Regions from separate parts of the Mus musculus genome. Here region 2 is linked to region 1. Evidence: chromatin contacts called from public Hi-C data. All regions are on one chromosome and are shown on one strand. The core of a region is the stretch at or near the end of the contact, and the rest is flanking DNA. Distances in the headings are between cores, read along the strand shown.

Region 1 (4,268 bases), core at 1,178-3,677:
TTGCCCAAACGGCTATATAAGCAAATGCTCATTGCAAGGAGTCAGGGGTCTGGTTCAGGGTTCCGAGTTTCTGAAGGACCATAAATACTGAATCATCACTGAGACTTGATGTGGATATCCTGCCGTTGTCCAGAGTCAGGGTGATCTTGAGGCCGATGTGAGGAAGGCGGGATCCTAGGGAGCTCTAGTCTGCTACATACCACCCCACGCCTGATGCAGGACACCCTGAGGTTCATTCCTTAGACAGGGCCGTTGTGCTTCCAAACTGGGGGGCAGTCCAACTGCCCTCTACTCTCCCCCCAGCAGGGCACACAGCAGATGCTGTTCCTTGCTGCAGGCTGGCCCTGTTAAATAATGCCATGTTCTTTGTTACAGCCTCACTTTTTCTTATCACTACCCTCATGTGTCATCATTCTCCCCCACGGGCAGGGCTCTGCTATGATGACATCCTTCATTCCAATTTCGGGAATCAACTTTTTAAAGGCATCCTCCTATAGGACCTGCCTATTTTAGGTTGTTCCAGGGATACAGTTGGTCGTGCAGACTCCTCATCTCTCTGGGCATGGCATAGTTCCTCCACTATTTTCTTCCTTGTTTTCTTCCTTGTTTTCTTTCTTTCTTTCTTTCTTTCTTTCTTTCTTTCTTTCTTTCTTTCTTTCTTTCTTTCTTTCTTTCTTTCTTTTCTTCTTTCTTTCTGTCTGTCTGTCTGTCTTTCTTTCTTTCTTCCCATCTTTCTCTTCTTCCTTCCTTCCTTCCTTCCTTCCTTCCTTCCTTCCTTCCTTCCTTCCTTCCTTCCTTCCTTCCTTCCTTCCTTTCTTCCTTCCTTCATTTTTTTAATAAAGGATCTCTTGGCTTGTAACTCCCTGGGTAGTCCAGGATTACCTGGATAGCAAGCTCCCAGGAACTGCCTATCTGTGACTCCACTATAATGACCTTACAGGTGCATGCCACCACATCTGGATTTTTTTTTACATGTGTTCTGGGGATCAAAGTAAGTCCCTTATGTTTGTTTTTCGAAGATTTTATTAGCTGGGCTATCTTCTAAGCCCAGTGAAGGTTATTTTTAACAACACATCTATTTTAAAAAGAAAGGCATCATTTGAAGTGACAGAAAAAATAAATGTATCAAAGATTAAGTCTATCACTAATCATCTCTGTCTTTATTCCAGGCAACAATGCCCTGCTTATAACAGTAGTAAATAATGGTGGATATATTACTCTTCAGGAAGAGGAGCCAAATTTGCCCTAAAACAACAAAATGTGTGTGTGTGTGTGTGTGTGTGTGTGTGTGTGTGTGTGTGTACGAATGTATGTGTGCACATTTGTGTGTATATGTGTATATAGGTTTTGTGGGTATATGTAAAATGGATGTGTGTATATAAATTGAACTTGGTTTACTTAAAATTTTGCCTTCCATTAAATGCATCCTCTCTGAGAACTGTGAATATTTTGTATGGAAACAAACTTATTTACCTATTGCTGGAATGATATTGTACGTTTGTTTAGCTGATAATTTATAGAGTCACGGACAAGCCCAGTCACAAGCTCTGTTTCACAATGGCAACTCCACCCCCCTCTTTTACTCCCTTCCTTTCTTTATTGCTATATTGTCTATCTGTCTTTTTCTCTCTCTTTTTCTCTCCATATATCCCTCTCCATTTCTCTTTCCTTTCCATTCTTCCTCTCTTCCTTCATTTCCCTATTCCTCCTTCCTTCCCCCTCCATACCTATCAAATTCTTCTTGATAGGCCAAACACTAAATGCATTAAAACATGGCATGTGCATGCTCCCTGTCTGTGCTATAATGTCTTTTTTTCCATATTCAGATACTCTATTTTACTTAATCCCTGGCACATAACTGATACTCACTATATGTTCATGAAAAAAAAATGAAGGCCTGAATATTTTGGAAAATACTGCTCCTAGGAGAGACTGTAACCTCAGGGGAAGTGGCTCTTTTCGGTCGTCATATCTCTCTGCCAACACAATTCTTGGAAGCATAGAAGATGTACTTGGTGAATCACTGTATCCAAGAAAACCAGACAGTTCAGAGGTTGCCCTATGATGATGCTCTAAGCACAGGACCTCTGTGGTCCTTGCTTTTCTTAAAGATAAAATGCATATTTTTTTTAAATTGGAAAATCTCTCAGGCCCATCCCACTCTGGCATTCTCTATGTGAAGCAATCTCATCTTTTAACTTTTCTTTCTGCACACATGAAATATTCCATAACAGAATGTTTTATTTGGCAATCCAAGATACTTCTCTCAAAGAGCACCTGGAAGGTCTACTCGTAACTCCATCTTAATCACCACCACCAGGAACTGGAACAATATCCTTCAGTTCCCCACACCTCTTTCCTCTGCTAGATTCTTCTTCACTTCCCACCTTCTACCACAATACAGCCTTGCCTTGCACAACACTAAAGCCCAGGAATTCCACCCACACAGCAGTGCAAAAACCTGAGCCAGAAGAGCTGTATTAGGTCATGCAGACCGCACCCATTTCGTGGCAGAAATGAGTTCTTTCTGACATTTCAGCTCCAGCATGCAGCCCTGTAGCACCAGTTTTTGTGTATGTTTAGAGTAATAGTTTATAAGAGTTTTGGGATTCGTCAAGAATTAAAGTTACATACAAACTTACATTGCTATTTTGTTTATTATTAAGGTGTGTGTGGGTTTTTTTTTTCTTTAAATCTTCTTGGGAATCATTGCAAGAACATTTCTCAATTAGAGAATTGGGGCCATAGCCTTTAGACCTGATTTCTACTAAAATTGATACTCAGCTTTGCCAAACCTGGCTGAGTAATTTCCTGCAAATGGACAGTAGAAAACAAAATTGTATAAACAATTGTAATATTATCTAATATACTATGTTCACTCTAATGATATGTTTGCTTATACAACTTAATGTTGTGCCAAGAAACACACCTGAATAAAAACAAATATTAAATACCTTTGGAATTTGTGCTAACCAGTTTTATATCAACCTGATCCAAGCTATAAAGGAGTGAACCTCAATTGAGAAAATACTTCCAAAAGATCCAAGGCAAACCTATAGGTTGATGTGGCAGGACTCAGCCCATTGTGAGTAGTGCAACCCCTGGGTTGGTAGTCCTGGGTGTTATAATAAAGTAGGCTGAGTAAGCTATGGGGAACAAGTCAGCAAGCAGTACTCCTCTATGGCCTCATAGAGGAATCAGCTCCTGCCATCAAGCTCCTGTTTCAGTGTCTGTCCTGCCCTTACTTCTCCTGATAATGAGCAGTGATATGAGAATATAGAAAAATAAACTCTTTCTCCCAAGCTGCTTTTGGTCAAGGTGTTTCATTATGTAAATATAAACCCTAATTAATACAAAATTCCACCCAAATACTCGGGGAACATTGAGCCATTCCTTTAGTAAAAAAGACAATGTCGTTTTTTCTCTCTGTTAATATGGAGCACAGAGCGAGAAGCGTAACCCTAACTCTGTCCATGCCTCTATGGCTTTCTTCTCTTAAAACATTGAAGGCAATAGCTTGGGATCTTTTTTCAAGCACGCAAACAAAATTAATAATATTACACTCATTTTACAGGGTCAAAACTTTTATTATTGGGAAATAGAACCTGTGGTCATTGTTATCATAGAGTCTGGGAATGTCAGGCTTTCTGCTGAACAGTAACTCCTCCTGCTACTCACAAGTCACATTCTTTCAATGAATCACTGGTCAAAGGCCTCAAAAAGAAAAAAAGAAGTTAAAACAAAAAGTAAAATACATTTAAATGTGTAACAACAATACAATATCTAGATTAGTTGTTTATTAGTTGATTATTAGTTCTCTCTTCGCTGCTGTAATTTTTAAAGATTATTTTTATGTTTATGATTTCTCTTTTTACCTACAGATATGTATATATACCACATGCTTGCCTGATACCTGCAGAGGCCAGAAGAAGGCATCATATTTTCTAGAACCTGAGATACAGAAGATTATGAGCTTTCATGTGGGTTTTAATAACTGAACCCAGGTCCTCTGCAAACGTAGCAATTCTACATATCTAGAATTCCACAAAAGAAAAGGCTACATGTCTAGGAGATGTAGCAGATTCATAGCTGACTTCAATTGGCAATATAGAGCCACCTCTTTAGTTTCCTTTCTTATATAATAAAAGGAAAAAGGCAGAGAAAAATCAAGACGTGAAGCCAGTTAAACAAATGTTTAAGAAATAGGTGCTCTGTTAAGTTATTTCTTTGATAATGGATTTTGGAGTTTCATAAGCTGAAAGTATCTT
Region 2 (4,045 bases), core at 490-2,989, 860 kb before region 1:
ACAAACAAACAAACAAACAAAAGAACCTTGGATTATCACAGAATTCCAAAGTAAAATAAACAATTCACTTTATGTTTTAGGTTTAAATCCTCAATAATTAAGCAATGTGATTATTCCAAAAGAGAGGTGAGAATTGTTTCTGTATGATTAACTGTCAAACCTCTGAATCATTTGCAAGTTAGTAAGCTATATGCTTGATCCAAACTCAGGTCCCAGTATTACCCCAACTGGTCAAAACCTGTGATGGGTTGAACTCAATTTTCTCTTCTAGCCACAGATAAGTTGGTGGCTCTTGTTGCACCTGATAGTTAAATTATTCTGAGATATCAAAGACCTTAGCTTGGGATGCATCCACAGCTGTGGTGATGTAAAGATGAACAGTGTCTTTTTGCTATGGTTTCTGGGCTTCATGTTGTGTCCCAGGCAAGCCACTTCTTCACTCTGCTGCTAGAAATTTAGGAAGTTGCTCAAATTACATCACAATTATTCATAATTTTTTCATATTTGCATTAATTGTACACTTTCTTGAATATTAAATAATCTGTAAGGAGTTTCCATGAATGAGATTTCCCTGTAACTATGACTTGGAAAGAAAAAGTATGAATTAGGAAATTCCAAGATGTCTGGATCCTGGTCAGATGTTAGTGTACAAAAGCGATTAAGTGATCTTCAGGTATGATTTCTCTTATTCAGATCTGTAGATAGTATGAGTTGTTACAAATCACTGCATTTTTGATATGCACACAAAAACACAAACCTCTGGAGAGATGAAAGTATAGGTTGGCAAGGTATAATTAGAATGGTATAGTGGCAGGAGTTTGAGTGTTCGTTTCTGTGTGGGCATATTTGTTCTCTGGGGATTACAGGTACAACAATAGTGCCAGCAACAATAACCTAGTGTATAACTCAGAAATGAAAATTCCATCATTTTTAAGACTTGTTTTTTAAACTGGACTGATAAAATTGAGTAATTAAATTTCATCTAAATTCAACAGACTGACATATGGTACAGAAGTAGGCTGTATATAATGGCAAGTATGTCTCAAAAACAAATACTATATATTATTGAAATAATTATTTATACTTTCTTTCATTGGGAAACCATCACTTGCTCAAGCAGGAATTTCTGTATGGAGAGGAAAACCCTATTGAACTATTCATACTGCTATACTTTAAAATGATTTTTCAACTGTTCAGTTTAAAGAACCTATTTAATTCTGCCAAGAAAACTAGGTAGACAAGTTTGCAATATTTTGTGCTAATCCCCCTACAAGTGACTTTTTTGTGTGGCAAATATTTGTTCTAGCAGACTTTACGACAGTATGAGAGTATGTCAATCTGGTGTCTTAACCTTTGAATATAACCTTGTGTCTTTGAGGAGACAAGAATCACTGAGTTTTGAGTTTTCAACTTCATTGGACTAGGGTGCCTGAGAGAGGAATCAGCAAAGGAAATTATATGCAACTCTACTTTCTTGGCTCTTTCCTTTATGGATATGAGGGACCTAAAAAGTAAAGGGTGGTCAGAAAGAACAAACACATTTATTAGAGCAGTTAGAGCGACTGTTTTGATATTTGCCAAGTTCCCTCTCAGTAACATGTTTGGCAGCTACCAAATGACATGGCCTGCCCAGAGTTGATTTTGACGAAGCCTCTGGGATGTGTTAAAAAGTAAACCAGGGCAAATCGCATACTGGAAAGCATAACTCAATCAAAGAAAAATGTATGATTAAGGGTGACATTGGCAAGGAAAGCTTTGCCAAAGCTCAGGGTAAATATTTGTATCAGTGCGAGGAGAAAGCTTCGTGATGCTGATGTCGACCAGCTGGAATTTTCATTGTTTATAAACTTTTGTTGTTAGAGTTGAATTCTGGCAGAAAAGGTACAAAAAAAGAGCAGTTTCCCAGCATGCAAGTTTGAACTGTGATAAGGCAGCTGACCATAAAAGACAACCAAGATGCAAACTGCAGTACTTTTCTTTCCCAGAGTCCGTTGGCCAAGAAAAATTCTCTTGCTCAAAATTTATTTTGACAAAATTCATCAGGATTAGCAAAAACAGGGAAAAAAGGCCTCATTTCCCTTAGTTACATGATCAGAAAATAGGAAGGAATTGGGAACAGATTTTTGTTCACTTTTTCCTACAAAAGAATATTCCCAAATGATTCAGATATGTGAATGATAGAAAAAAATAATTTGGGATTAAGCCTAATTTTTTGAATAGTGTATGTTAACTTGTTAGGGTATTTATTTGTTTACTCATTATGTATACACTCTGTGGCACATTTTAGACTGAATACTTTAGCAAATGAAGCACTTGGGTTAACTCACCAACTAAGTTTCTTCCTGGTAAGAAGAAAAATCAGTGATTTCTCCCTCAGCTCATTTGTTGCATTTTTCAGAAGACCAGAGTTTAGCCAACATTATTAATCTGGCTACATGGCTACATGTCAAAAAAAACACAGGATTGTATGAAAATCCACAATAGTTTCAAATGCATGCCTTTAATGCAGAGGAAGGAAGGTTTTCAGAAACTGATTCCTGGTCTGAATCATTCTCTGTGAAAATAAGCATGAAGATGTTACTCACATTTGCAGAGGAAGATGCACCAAGATGTCCTGTTTCCAAACACAAAGTCCTGTCTGATACTTCATCTCAGCATGTATATTCAGACAAGAGCTCCTTGCTTCTGCTTCAAGGTAACATGGATGCTACATTCTGATTCACTTACAGTGAGACCTATGTAAAGTATTTCTCTGAGCAGAAAATAAAAATAACTCCAAATTCTTATCTAAATATCATGTCTTAAGATATATATGTTTTAAATACCATTGTACCTGCTTGGCCAAAGACAGTACATTGTGAATTATGTTATATTATTGTGTGTATGTAGTATTGCAGTTCTTGAAGACCTCCTGGTGGCCCACCAAAACCTACAGTGAATAGAGGCCTGGTTCTGCTGGTTCAAGACCAAGACAAGTTGTGAACATAACACATTACCCAAATAAACTAACGATGTATAGAACGGAACACCTGATGCTGGACTTAAGAAGTCTTCTATTCTAATTCTTGGGCCTTATTGACCCGAATTCCTAGCTAACTCTAATTTAGCATGGTTCTGTAATAGTGGGTTTTACCAAGTAGAGAGGGAGCTGAACTTGAAAAGTCTGGTTATGAGTTTTTAGCTCATACATCCAGCCCTTAGTGTGGTGTGTCCAGGTTACAATGGCAGAAGAGAGTGATCTTCCCTGTGTGGCCCTGTCTCAGGCCCTGAACTGTTGGAACATTTTAGGAAACCAAGAAACAACCAAGGAGTTCTGCCGGGATTTGCACATATGTGTTCTACTGCTGTATAGTCTCAGAATTGGAATACAAAGGAATGGATGAAATTAGAGATCTTACCAGGTGGGAGCACTGATATTCATATAGGTACACATATGAGTATTTATCATATTCAATTGCACAAAGACATAAGAGCAGTCATCTTTTCACTATACCCTCCTGTATTTTTCTTACTACCTCTCAATGACAGGATGGTCTCAAGGTCATTCTCTTCTGTGAATTGGGACTTCTCTGGCATTATATTTTAATTAAATGGCCAGACTATTAATGGATGAAAATAAGTCTCTGCAAATGCTGAGCTAACCATTTTTTTCATACATAATATGGCCCTAACAACATGTTAACAGCCATCCATGAGAGATTGACATGGTCATTTTTGCAAATGAAGCCCTGGTGAATATTGGAGTTAAAGACTCCTGGGATCCCATGAAGGGACTGAGGTGTCAGGTCTCATTGCTGACTTGTGCCTTTGCTTTGTGGTGATAAAAAGGTAACTCTGCCCCTCTGTTGCTAGGACTGTTTTAGAGGTTAAACAAGGGAAATTATTAGTTATGTATTTCAGAAATACTAACATGATTGTAGTATGTTTTTAAATGAGAGGTTCAGAGAAACAAACAAAAGCTATCCTTTCCTCAAACGTCATGTACTTCCCCTTATCTTATGAACTTCTCTTTACAGAGACTTTCTACCTTTCTTTAGGGAGTACT

What was found. A called contact is a pair of places that touch in the nucleus more often than the background predicts.
Region 2: a Hi-C map of the STO cell line shows a contact between it and region 1, with 5 times the contacts expected there. The contact joins two enhancer-like sites. A contact is called at or near these places in 1 of 15 datasets of contacts at CTCF or cohesin (the NIH/3T3 cell line), 14 of 484 Hi-C or Micro-C datasets (the C2C12 cell line, the MC3T3-E1 cell line, MC3T3-E1-derived osteoblasts and 7 more) and 6 of 115 datasets of contacts at active chromatin or transcription factors (the NIH/3T3 cell line, a colorectal cancer cell line, fibro-adipogenic progenitors and 3 more).

Annotation. Positions count from the first base shown.
Region 1 is chr2:45,592,145-45,596,412 of GRCm38.p6, reverse strand. No RefSeq gene overlaps it. Among named protein-coding and RNA genes, the nearest start is that of Gm30848, 22 kb to the right of the region's middle. Within about 2 kb of position 2,427, at least 29 of the 459 cell types and tissues checked have an H3K27ac peak or open chromatin away from gene starts, as enhancers often do. A contact at or near this core is called in the STO cell line, where this site is marked.
Region 2 is chr2:46,448,610-46,452,654 of GRCm38.p6, reverse strand. No RefSeq gene overlaps it. Among named protein-coding and RNA genes, the nearest start is that of Gm13470, 7.7 kb to the right of the region's middle. Within about 2 kb of position 1,739, at least 3 of the 459 cell types and tissues checked have an H3K27ac peak or open chromatin away from gene starts, as enhancers often do. A contact at or near this core is called in the STO cell line, where this site is marked.